2 separate regions of the Sus scrofa genome follow, and region 2 is linked to region 1. A link is a contact called in public HiChIP or PLAC-seq data. All regions are on one chromosome and are shown on one strand. Each heading gives the region's core, a stretch centred on a gene start, on an enhancer-like site or on the middle of the called end of the contact. The rest is flanking DNA. Distances are from core to core; before and after follow the strand shown. Region 1 overlaps LOC100523747 (phospholipid-transporting ATPase IB). Region 2 overlaps LOC100523747 (phospholipid-transporting ATPase IB).

What was found. HiChIP or PLAC-seq counts read pairs in DNA pulled down with a chosen protein or histone mark.
Region 2: a contact with region 1 is called in an H3K27ac HiChIP or PLAC-seq map of skeletal muscle. The contact joins two enhancer-like sites. A contact is called at or near these places in 2 of 47 Hi-C or Micro-C datasets (both in skeletal muscle) and 1 of 2 datasets of contacts at active chromatin or transcription factors (skeletal muscle).

The regions. Positions count from the first base shown.
Region 1 is chr11:3,588,732-3,594,951 of Sscrofa11.1, forward strand. The region is part of intron 27 of LOC100523747 (phospholipid-transporting ATPase IB); the gene reads left to right. Among named protein-coding and RNA genes, the nearest start is that of SHISA2, 220 kb to the right of the region's middle. Within about 2 kb of position 3,715, at least 3 of the 83 cell types and tissues checked have an H3K27ac peak or open chromatin away from gene starts, as enhancers often do. A contact at or near this core is called in skeletal muscle, where this site is marked.
Region 2 is chr11:3,786,870-3,793,089 of Sscrofa11.1, forward strand. LOC100523747 (phospholipid-transporting ATPase IB) reads left to right here. Exons shown (of 37, transcript XM_021065485.1): 37 at 1,734-6,220. The coding sequence ends at 1,831. Among named protein-coding and RNA genes, the nearest start is that of SHISA2, 22 kb to the right of the region's middle. Within about 2 kb of position 3,837, at least 4 of the 83 cell types and tissues checked have an H3K27ac peak or open chromatin away from gene starts, as enhancers often do. A contact at or near this core is called in skeletal muscle, where this site is marked.

The DNA of each region.
Region 1 (6,220 bases), core at 2,465-4,964:
TGTAGTTTTGTGTTAAAACCAATTAGGGAGTTCCCTGGTGGCCTACTGATTAAGGATCTGGTGTTCTCACTGCTATGTTGTGGGTTGCTGCTGTGGCACAAGTTCCATCCATGACCTGGGAACTTCCGCATGCTGTAGGTGTAGCCAAAAAACCCCTCCAATTAAATGCTGTTTGTGGCCCTATTTCTCTGAGGGCGCAGCCTGCCGAGGGCTAGGCTAGGAAGGACTTGGCATGCTTGCGGGCAGGTGGGATTGCTCTTAGCCAGCTGGAGGAGGGAGTGTTCCGTGCGTGTGTCTGTGTTGGGGCAGGAAAAGGAATGGATTAGCAAAGGCACAGAGACGGGGATCCCGGAGTGGCCAGAGGAGGGGCCTGCAAACCAGACAGGAGCTTTGTAGCCGTCAGAAGCTGGGATGCCTTTTTCATGCTGGAATAGGCAAGTGACATGTCAAAGTGATTTCAGAAAATTTATCTATGAGTATGTCCAGCAGACAGTGAGCAGAGACCGTGAATGTAATTTTGTACTTTTAACCTGGGGCATAAATCATGGCCTTATGTAACCATCTCCCACGATAACCTAGAAGCAGTCAGGAAAGACGGATTTGGAAAAATGCTTTGATTTTTGACAACAGGAAGAATCTACCTAGAACTCAAAAGGGTGGGGGTGGGGTGGGAAGAAAGGGCTCCTACGAATATCTGGGGTCCTGACAGGACCACTCCATGGAAATTTCTCAAGAAAAAGGGTCAATTAGATTCTGTAAGGTTCCTACACCGTGGAACCAACTAGCCACTGGTCCTTCAGAATATCCTGCGCACAGAGTGCATGTTCAAGCCTGGCAGCACCAGCATTCAGAGCATTTCCTAGGTGTGTGTTTGCCTGCAGGCTTTCTGAAGCCCCAAGAAAAGGTTATTTGGAATGGATGAAACTTTAATGATAAAATTCAAGTCAAAAAATAATAGGAAAGTCACTTGTGATGAACCTTTTTTTCTAGAACTTAGGATGTGGCTGTCGTGTAAACTTTGGTATAACATAAAGAAACTGGGCCAAATGTGTGTGATTGGGTCACTTTGTTGTAGGACAGACCTTGACAAAACATGGTACGTCCACTGTACTTTAAGAGTAGTAATAATAAAAAAAGAAAATAGGCCAGATTGTCTTTGAGGTAGAGAGGAGACTTGGAAATTAGGATAGTTGTGTGTTGATGGTCCCTGATACAGAGAATAACCATAGCACATAGATATGGGTGTGAACAAAATCGGAATTTTATACTGTTTAGAGTGTCTGCTTATTTTTGGCAACACATATAAGAATGTACATGTTTTCTTGGGGTCCTTAAGCTGGGATACGGGCCAGGGAATGGGGTGCATATTAACCTGGAAATACTATCACTGAATGAGAAATAGAGATTTAAACCATATCAGGTTGGAGCCCAGATGAAACCTAAGCAATTTCGTGGAAAGCCAGCTAGAATTTGTCAGCACTTGAGAATCCTAAAACACACAGGCGAACAAAAGGCCTGCCCTCCGGAATATCGTGGGGTATGAGAAATAGCTTATTTACCAGAGTTTCATTTTCTGTGTCCTCAAACTAAAACGGCAGCATGAATTATGGTTCTTATGTAAACCGCCACTCTAGTCCAAAAAATTCTCACTAGGGAAGTATTTGAATTTATTTTTTCTGGAAACATGCAGATTCTTTTTAGCCATTTTACATTTTTAATTTTTTTTTAAACCAGTGGACCTCTGAGAAGTTTTGTTCTTCTCTCCTGTTTTCTGGTCCTGGTTGTTGGAAAATAGCTCTACCTAAATTGCTCGCAGGCCTCCTCTGTTTGATTTGCTATCCGGCCGTCGTCTTGCTGGGCAGCCCGAGTCAGGGATGTCAGTGTGCAGATGGTGGGGGTTTGGTCTGCCTTCCAAGCTGCTGTCCACTTCCCGGTGGTAACCCGGACTGCGGTGTAGACAGTGAAGGACGCACTCGCTTTGGGTAGATGTTGCTTTCACTGTTAGAATCAACGGAGAGGCGAGGCTTTCCATCGTCAGAAGTCTGTGCAGTAACTTTTCCCCCTTCCGGATGATAACACATGGTTAAAGACCAGCGTTGCGGTGGCTGTGCTGTAGGTCCCACCGCTGTGGGTTCCCCAGCCTGGAAACTTCCATATGCCGTGAGTGTGGCCATAAAAAAAAAATAATAATAATAAAAGGATTTCATTCTGGACACAAAAGAAATCTCTTTATGGTGAAAGATAAAATTCCTGATAGCTAAGCTTTCCTTTGCTGGCCCAGGCATCCACCCTGTCAGAGGTGGTTCTGTTTCCTGATTTTAGATGCATCATTTCAGGGGCCGTGTTGGCAGCCACGAGCTTAACGTGAGCGTGTTAATAGGTAACGGTCAACTGAACTGCTGGGTCTCGATTTGTCGTCAAATGGGACCCCATTCATGTTCTAGTAAAAGCTTTCATCAGGTATCGGCAGGCAGAAGGCTAAGACCTGGGGCCCTGGGACACGTGTAGCCCAATTTCCCATGTATGGGGCGGGGGTCGGGGGAAGGGGTGCGGCACAGCCCGAGGGGCATGCCGAGGTCACATGGCTCTGAGCACAGGCCCGGTGCCAGGCCATTCTGAATGCACGGCCACCTGCAGAGTCCGTGGTTTCCTGGGTGGTTCCTGTTTTGTGCCGATAGTTATCCAGCATAATTTTAATATGTTGAAAGGAAAGCCATTTCATGAGTGACGTCCCATTGGACAGCTGGGAAATGGAAGTTAAGTGGAAATGGAAGCATTCTGGGTGGGACTTTCCTTGTGCCGTGATCTTCACTCTCTTGGAGCGCTCTTGGGTCGTGGGATCCAGGTCAAGAAGACAGAGCCCTGGCTCCCAGAGGGCATGAGCAGGTGCAGAAAAGAACTCCTGGCATGCAGTTCCCTGCCGGGTGCTGGCTCCCAGGGTGGTGTTTGCAATGAGATGTATTAGACGTGGTGCTTCACAGCCGGGGAAAATGGGGGCCTTGGGTTCCAGGGTGAAGGGGGGTGAGACCTGGAGGAGGAGGAGGTGATCAGGTGCGGGGTCAGGCCAGTGTGCCAGGGAGAGCCACGCCTGCCTCCCCGCCCCACCCTCTGTGTCTGCCAGCTCCGTGATGTCAGGATTTAGTGGCCACGTGAACAACAGGGGAAAAGTGGCTTTGCTGGGGTTTGGCATTTCGGTAGGAAGGTGGCTGCGGAATGAGTTTGGTGGGTGCTTGGGAACCGTCTCGAAGCCGAGTTGGTTGCTGCCTGTCCTTGGAGCAGGGAGTTTGTTGGCAGAAGGCGAGGCAGTGGGTGACGGGCAGGAGCAGCCGCAGATCCCGAGAAGGCCTCACAGTCTGGAGGGACACCCCGCCAGATACCCGATCACTCTGAACTTTACAAAAATAGACTCACTGCCTTTTACGGGTGACAGTATATGCTTTTTTAATGATGTTTTTGCAGCTGCTTTGCCTAAAAGACTGGTTACAGAGATCCAACCTTCTTAAAAAAAAAAAAGCATTGAGGCATTGATGTTTGAAAAATTGAGTCTCTAACTCCATAAAATGTTTAAACCTCCCTGGAATAAAAAAAAGGGGGGGCGGAGGGCACAAGTCCAAAAACAAAATTGCTGCAAAGGACTCATGGGCCCCATGTGAACCTGGAAAGGCCCTCATGTGCGTTCCTCCAGATGCCTGCACTTGCCCTCCACGTGGTGCTGCGGCGAAAAAACAGTCCAGACCCAGCAAGGGGTCAGGTTCATCTCGCCTGCAGTAAAGCTGCAGGTTCCAGCTTCCTTCCTAAAGACCTTCCTTTAGGGGAATACGCCGCCCCGGGTGCTTGGTCCGAGCCCCAAATCGGTGGTGACTTTCTGGGCTGGACCTACAACCAGATAATCCATTGTGCACAATTCGGTAGAGGCCCCCGGTAAGAATCTACTGGGCCTTTTGAGTTTCGGGGTTTTTAAGAAGAGAAGATAACTTAAGTAGCACGTTGCATTATTTCTCTTGCCTTTTAGGAAAGGCCTTTCTGGTCTAACTTAAATCTTTCCTGGTGCTCATTTTACACAGAGAAGTATACCCTCCAGGTGTTAGAAGATAAATTCATTTGGCATGGTGTTTAATCTCATCTTTGGAGAAGCACGAAGGATAATTCTGATTGTGTTCTTTAAACACATGGCTACTTACATCGCCTTTGATTTCAATTGAAATTCTCAAATGGATTTCCACTCTCGTGAGGTTGATTTTACACCTTAGATTTTTTTTTTTCCTACTGGTTTTTCCTGCCTTTTAATGCTGTGTGTGTTGCTCTCCTGTATTTTCTCCTGCCCTGACTCTTGCCAGCAGAGACCAGGTTTCTTAAAGCTTTTGAAATCAGATTTCCTTTGACGTGCATGGTGAATTTGGAGGCGGCGTCTGGGCACAGATCCCCTGGAGGCGCCTGCCTGTCTGTGTCCATCTCTCTACACCAGGGAGCATCATGCAGAGCAGGTGGCTCTCTGTGACCTTTGATGAGAGTGCTAGAAAGTCCAAGAGCAGGATGGTGGCGTCAGGTACAGGATGAAGAAGAGATAAGGTGACACCAGAAAAAGCACCTTTTGCAGCAGATGAAGGTGGAGGTCACAGGAAGAAAGGGAATTGATCGATGACTCCAGTGGCAGAAAATTATGTGTTAAGTTCCTTTTCACATTCTTTTCTATTATCAGTTATTATGAGACACTGCGTATAGTTTCCTGTGCCGCACTGCAGGTTCTTGTTCCTTATCTGTGTGTACAGTAGTGTGTATGCGTTAATCCCCAATTCTTCATTTGTCCCTCCCCCTGCCTTTCCCCTTTGGGAACCATAATTTTGTTTTCTGTCTCCGTGAGTCTGTTTCTGTTTTGTAAATAAGTTCATTGTGTCCTATTTTAGCTTCCACATATAAATGATATCATATGATATTTGTCTTTCTCTGTGTGACTGACTTCACTTAGTATGAGAATCTCTAGGTCCATCCATGTTGCTGCAAATGGCATTATTTCTTTCTTTTTTATGGTCGAGTAGTATTCTATTGTATTATATGCACCACGTCTTCTTGATCCTTTCATGTGTCAGTGGACATTTAGGTTGCTTCTGTGTCTTGGCTATTGTAAATAGTGCTGCAGTGAACATTGGGGTGCAAGGATCTTTCTGAATTAGACTTTTCATCTTTTCCTGATACATGCACAGGATCGAGATAGTTGGCTCATAGTTTTAAAATACCTTTTTATAAACAAGTAAAATGTATTTATGATAATGCAATTCTTCTTTCTTTTGCTTGGACTTGAGACTTTTTTTTAGCTTTGACTTGTAGTGAAAATAGCTCCTATTAATAAGTATCACATCATGGAGTTCTTGCTGTGGTGCAGGGGTTAAGAATCAACTACAGGGGCTCAGGTCACTGTGGAGGTGCAGGTTCAATCCCCGGCCCCATGCACTGGGTTAAAGCATCTGGTGTTGTTGCAGCTGCAGTGTAGGTTACAGCTTGGATTCAGTCCCTGGCCTGGGAACTTCCATATGCTGTGGGTGCAGCCATAAAAAACAAATAATCAAACAGAAATAAGTATGACATCTGGAAGCCCACCTCCCCTCCAATAAATGTGCCTGTACTTTTTTTTTTTCCTGCTTTTTAGGGCCACACTCACAGCAAATGGAAGCTCCCAGGCCAGGGGGGGACAAATCTGAGCTGCAGCTGCCAGCCTACACCATAGCCACAGCAACTCCAAATCTGAGCTGTATCTGTGACCTACAACCACAGCTCATGGCAGTGCTGGATCCTTAACCCGCTGAGCAAGGCCAGGGATCAAACCCGCATCCTCATGGGTACTAGTCAGGTTCTTAACCTGCCGAGCCCCAGTGGGAACTCCAGTGCCTGTACTCTTAAGCAGTAGCTAATCTCCATGGCCTTCTGACAACACAGCTCATTCGAGCCCCTGTGTTGGTTTTCCAGCAGATGTCCTGGGAGCTTAGAGGCCTCCTCCCTTCTTAGCTCCAAGGTCCTGGCAGAGCGAGTGGACTGTAGAGAGAAGAGTCAAGAATAGGAGTGATGGATAAGCCCTCTTGCCTGGTCCTTGGAACCGAGGGCTGGGGGTGGGGCAGAGTAGATTAGTGCCATCAGATACTGCCAGGACCTTCAGAGCCCGCCCTTAATAGTGAGTAAAGTGTTGGTCTCTTGTGTGCAGGGATTACAAGATGAAGCCTGTTACTGC
Region 2 (6,220 bases), core at 2,587-5,086, 200 kb after region 1:
AAGTGCCTAGAAAGGTCCCCTGCAGGCGACAGGGGCGAACACTGTCCAGGCAACCCACGCAGCTCTGCCTGGTCGCCAGGGGAGACGGTGCCATTTGCTGCATTGGCTCTGAAACACCCCCGGGAAAGGCAGCTGGTCTGGCGGGCAGCAGCGACACTGCTCGGAGGGCACCTGGTGGGACTGGCCCGCAGGAGGGAGCCAGGTCTCCGCATCCTCTGCTCATCACTGGCGACCCGCAGCACAGAGGCCAGAGGAGGCGTCTCCCCTTCAGCTCCCAGGGAGCTCAGGTCACCTGCGCCCAGGGGCCCAGGGGCCCAGGAGCCACCTGCCTCCATCCGGCAGCCTGGCTGCCCCACACCAGCTGGAGGGGCTGCTTCCCCGTGGGGGGACCCTATGGTTTGGGGGTTTGGTCTCCCTAGAAAAGCAGGGGAGCAGCTAGACCAGCGAGCCAAGGAGGCTTCTCTATTCTCCTCTGCCTTTACTCCCAAGGCCACCAGCCCCCCTGCCCCCAGCTGCCGGCAGGGGCTCCCAGGCCACATTGGCAGACAAGCCCCACCTCCTGGGGTGCCCCTCCTGTGCCCTGGGGTCCTCTCAGGCTGAAGGCATGCTCTCAGGAGCAGCTGGGAGGCCAGTCCCCGCGGGCTGGAGAGTCAGTTTACAGCCTGGCCCGTCCCCACGAGGACACTTGTACACATCGATCTTGTGAGTGTGGCTAGTCCAGAAGCTTCCTTTTTACACGAAGTGGGTAAAATCATTCAGAACCCTAGGCATCATTTCTTCCCTTTAAAGGGTATGAGGACCTGACAGCACCAGTGCTAAGTCGTAAGTACACGTGGATGGGAGGCAGGCTTTTGAGTGTGTCACTGCTTGGTGAGAAGGTGTCACCTGAACCCCTGACCCAGAAGGGGCAGTCAGCAGAGAGGGAGTCTTAGAAGTGTCCTCCTGTGGGAAGCGCCCGCTGGGAGGGACGGCCCCCGCCCCGGGCTCACGGATGCTCATGCCTCCCACCTGCCAGGGCTTGGCCCCCGGCTTCACCACCTTGGGCACATCCTGAGACACCTCGTGCCTCAGTCTCATCACCTGTGCAATGGGAAGAACACCTGCCTCCTGGGGCCATGGGCAGGAATAAACGAGCTGCGTGTGCCCAGGTCATGCCCCACTGCCCCCTTGATGGCTCTGGGACAACTGTAAACACCAGTCTTTCTGTAATGTGGCCACTTTTAATGTGGCCAATGGGGAAATCCCTCTTGACTTCATCTTGGGATCTTTCTCTTTGTTCACGCACGACTAAAGCCCCTGTAGTCTGTCACTAGTCCCGGTCCGTCCCGTTTAAACTGGACTGTTCCCAGGACAGGGCGCCCCTCACCAGCCTTTCCTGTAGCCTGTGTTTGCCTGGCATGTCTGCAGTGTCATACGTCACGCCCTGACCTGCCGCTTTGAGGGGCATCCCCAGTGCAGAGCAACTTGCCTTTGCCCTGATTGGTGGTGGCAAAGTGGGGCCTGCGGGTCAGCGACCCCCTGTCTGTGCCTCACAGGCTGGAAGCAGCGCCGGCCGCCCCCGGGCCCTGCCCGGCGCATCGCATCGTCAGCACGGCGCTGCCCTAGCTCTGCCCACTCGGCGGGGTCTGGGCCCTGGACCCCCTCCCAGGCCAGGAGGCCGGAGTGCAGACACTCGGCTGCTTCTACACCCCGCGTGCCCTCCCCCTAACCAGGCCCCTGTGCTCCTCTTCCAGACGGGTACGCCTTCTCCCAGGAGGAGCACGGAGCCGTCACCCAGGAGGCCATCGTCCGCGCCTACGACACCACCAAGCGCAAGTCCAGGAAGAAGTGAGACGCGGCGCCCGGGGTCCTGAATGCGAGGCAGTTTGGTTACCCCGCCTTTGTCAGAGGAGCCCGGTGTCTGCAGCCCAAGCACCGGAAAACACATCCCGAGGCCGTAGCCCCCCCCTCTGTTGGTCATCTGCTCCCTCGCCAGCCTGGACGCGCCCCGCAGGGGAGGCCCTGTCCCATCCGCGCTGCCGCCGCGCTTGGCCCGACCCTGGTTTCTGTTGTTACGAAGCGTTCGACTGTGCTCTGCGAGGCGTGAAATTAAAAACACGCCGTTTCACCCACATTTAAACATCAGTCCCCGTGGTTCTGGGAGAAAGAGAAGAGTTTTATGGCGCGTGAGAAACGCAGCCCGGGGACCGGAGCGGGGCGCGCAGGCTTCCTGGTTGCTGATCACAGATGGGAGTCCGCGGGCAGCACGCACACGGCCCGCGAGGCGGGCTGCTGGTTCGCTTTGATTCCCGCTTTGTTTGTATGAATTGGCATAAACTTGATTGCAGTGAAATCACAAAAATAGGTATCTGGGTGGTAGGCCTGAGAACGATTCTGTGAACCGCTCAGTCACATTCCCTGCTTGGGGGGGGCACATGGTGTCCCCACTGTCCCCTGCACCCTGCGCCCTGGTCAGGTGCCTCCTGGCCCGGCGCCCCGCCCTCAGACCCCCCCCCACACACAGGCCGGCCCTGCGCTTGGTGCGTGGCAGCTGCGGGGACCCCCCAGACGCACACCCTCCTCCTCCTCCTTCTGCAGCCCCCAGAGGGACACGGACGCGAGAAATCCCCTCGCCTCTGCCTGGAGCCGCATGGCCCTCCTGCGTCTCTGTCCCTTTCTGACAAGGGAAGCCTGCACGTCAGGCTCGCATTTCTGGCCCCCAGGCCCTGGGACCTGGGCTCCCGCTTCAATTAGAACCCAGGCTTGTTGGCCCAGGAGCTGAGCACACGTTTCGGATCCGGAGTGAATCTGCAGCATGTCTCCCCACGAAGGCACAGCCCTGACCCTGTGTCCCCCTGGGATGTGAGGAGGAGTGACCAGGTGGGTGGCGAGGGCCCGAGGGCGGGGAGGGGACACGGGCGAGGAAGCTGGAGCCACAGCCGCAAAGGAGGGCGCTTTCCCGCACACCTCCCCGCAGAAACCTTCGAGTCAAACCGGACGCCCAGACAGCCTCGCCCTCAGCCCACGGCGACCTTGGACGCGCGGTTCCCCGGGAACAGAGCGCCACGCTCTTGGAGGCCACGGCCTCTCTGACCTTGACCGGTGTTCCCTCCTCCCCCGTCAGCGCTGGAGGCCGGCGGCTCTCCGGACACAGGGGCCCTGAATCCAAGACGGCGACGGGGGCGCTGCCTCGCCGACTCCCCAGGGCGGAGCCCCGCGGTCCAAGCTCGAGGGAACGCGGCTGCCTGCCGGCGGGAGGGCAGCACCTGCCGCAGGCCCTCTGCTCCCGCTGCGGTCGCCACCCCCGATTCTTGGCCGCTTGAACGCACGTGCTTCTGGGCAGCCGTGGCCGGCTCCCACCGCCCATTTCCTCCGGGGAGGGCCCGGCTGTACGAAGAAGGAAAACAGCAGGCCTTCGGCGTCCTCCCGACCCCGCTGCCCCTGGGAACACCCGCGTCTTCCGGGGCGTGGGGATGACTTGGGGCGTGATGTGCGCTGCCTGAGGACAGGAACCCCTCACTCCCGAGGTCACCCGGACCCAGGGAGGCTCCGGGGCCCACAGACCAAGGCAGGGAAGTGCAGGGCCCCCCTCCCCGAGCTGTAGGACACGTGAGACACCGGAGCACCCGCAGGATGAGTGGTCGGGGGTGAGGGTCATGCAGCCGTCACAGCGACACGTGCTCCTGCGGTCAACCCAGCGAAGCCGGGCGGGGTCTTCCCCGCACCCGCGGAAGGGTGCCGGCCTAGGTGCAGAGCGGCCGCGGGGAAAGCTCCACACTGAGCTCCGTTGGGCACCCTCACCACTTGGCTTCCCCCGGGAACCAAGCCCAGCTGGAGAAGGGGCTCCAAAGTCAGTCCTCCGTCCCACACTTGGCTCCTTGCACGGGAAGCCTCCAGGCTCAGATGTGTGAATCCCAGCGTGTGTGTGCGCACGCGCGCCTGCTTGGGGCTTTGGGGGGTTTATTTTACACATTCAAATGTAGTTCGGATCCTTCAGAGGTTGCAGTGTAGTTCCCAGTTCTTTTGAGAAGGAGACTAAACAGACTTTGCCGCCGGGAGAGGTGCGCAGAGAAGAGCGCGTTCCTCGGATGCCTTTCTCCTCGCCTGGATCAAGCGCGTTCATAGCCACGTGACTAAGGTTTCTAGCAGGAGCACCTGTCACTCCGTGTGACGCCTGATATGTAGCTGGGGCTGTCTCGGTTGTCCTATCTTTAAATTGAGGTCAGGGTGTCACACACAAGCCCTCTCGGGGGAGCAGGGTGGACAGGATTGAGTTGCACTCTGTCAGCTCCGTGGAGATGCCACATGGCACTTGTCACTCAGTCACACGGTGACACAGGGGCTGGCAGGTCGGCCCTGCGGGGCCCGGCTCCGCATTGGGCTCAAGAGAAAGATTCCACTCAGGCCCAGCCCTGGGCTAGTGCTGCAGAGACGGCCGACTCTCGCTGGAGTGTGTCGCCGTCAGGCTGACCCTGCAGAAGAGTTGCCTCTCGGCGCTCCCGGCCGTGAGCCCGTCGGGCTCCAGCACAGGCAGGAGGCTTCAGCAAGGACAGGGAACGGAAGGCAGGGAGAGGAAGTCGGCCACGTCTGCTGGGCTCTCTGGGTCAGCATGTCATTGCCATTCCGGACACTGTGTCATCATTCTGGGTGTCGGTGAAATGTCTGGCCCATCTGTAGGCGGAACATCCCAGGCTTCTGAACCAGTGTCACAGTCTCCCATCTCCCGACTCCCTCGCACAACCTGTGCTTTGGAAAAAGACAGTCTCTCTAACACTTGGAGTCTGGGCTTCAGCAGATCACAGGTGGGAATTCTGGCCTTTTCTTTTTGCTGACAAGGCTTCAGGTCTGGCTGCAGGGAGCTGGCAGTGGCAATCTATGATTGCTTGTCAAGAAAAAGTGAATAAGGAAAACAAAGGGAGCATAATTAACGTCTGAAACGCTATGGACAGGTGGTAGAGACTTTACGGTTGAGGCTGCTTTGGGTTTTTTGGGTTTTTTTTGTAAGAAACTCTATAATTTCCATTTGTCATAACAATGACCCTTCATCTTTTTTTTGAGCCACGTGGAAGCATATTTTCCATCCGATTCCTGCTCCTAGAGATTGATGTCTTAAGGTGACGGGTTGAAGAGAATGTTTGCAAACACTGCTGCAGGATATGGCTGTCTTTAGTTTTGGACAAGCCAAAGAACGACACCCATGGCAGCCAGGGTTTGAATGAACGCTGAAGGTCATTGTCTCAAAGGAATTCAAGGACTGGTTTAGCCTCAGCATTCAGAACGCAGCCTTGGACCTACTGGGATCCATACAAAATTGTGACCCAACTGTGGTGCAGCAGAGCCTGAAATAATAGCGTGCGTGGCGAAGCAGTGAGTTTATCACAGGTCAGGCTAGAGGAGGGAGTCTCCCATTCAATGCTTTCTTCAGGCAGATGCTTCCGTGAGAAAACCGAAGAGTGATGGAGACGGAGGAAATAAGGCGTCCCCTCCAGAACAAGAGGGGCGTCGCGGAGCGGCTGGCCCAGGGCAGTTCTTGGTCCTGGAAGCCTGGGGGAGGCCCTGCAGCCTCAGGCGAGCCATCTCTCCCCCTTGAAGAGCCATATGCCACGTCAGGGCCCCCGAACCCGTGCGACGGCACACGAATCCGTCTTCCCAGCAGGAACACAGGCTCGTGCATTAGCTTTCTCAGCATCGCAAACCCACCAGCCTCTTGCGCAAGAGCTTCCGTTCACGCCAGGCCCCCACTCGTGCTCCGTGCGAAGCGCTCTCGGTTTGCTGGTCTGAACGAGTTGCGACGGGGACCTTTTCCGTGGGAAGAAAGGCCCTGCGCACACAAGGCCCTGAGTGGGAACAGCGAAGGGGGGAGCACCCCCGTTTCCCCACCCCAAGCGGCCCCCACGGCTGCTCCTCCACCGAGCACCTCTGCTCCCCGGACGGACAGGGAACAAAAGAGCGATTCTTCCCACACCCAGGCCGGCTCGTTTTCAAGCGACTGTCTCTCCCCCCAGGCGCCTCAGAGACACCCACTCCCAGGCATTGGACCAAGAAAAACAAGCCCCTGCCATCCGCCCCCTACACCCTGGCTTTTCTCCTGATCTGGCCAAAAAAAGAAAGGGGACCTGTGCGTGGAGAGTCGGGCACAAGTGTCAGGTGGCTTTGATTTATGACAGGAAGAGGAAGGAGGAGTTCAAGGACCGGCGCTGTCCAAATAACCCGCCCAGGAAACGCAGGGCTCAAGAGAGCC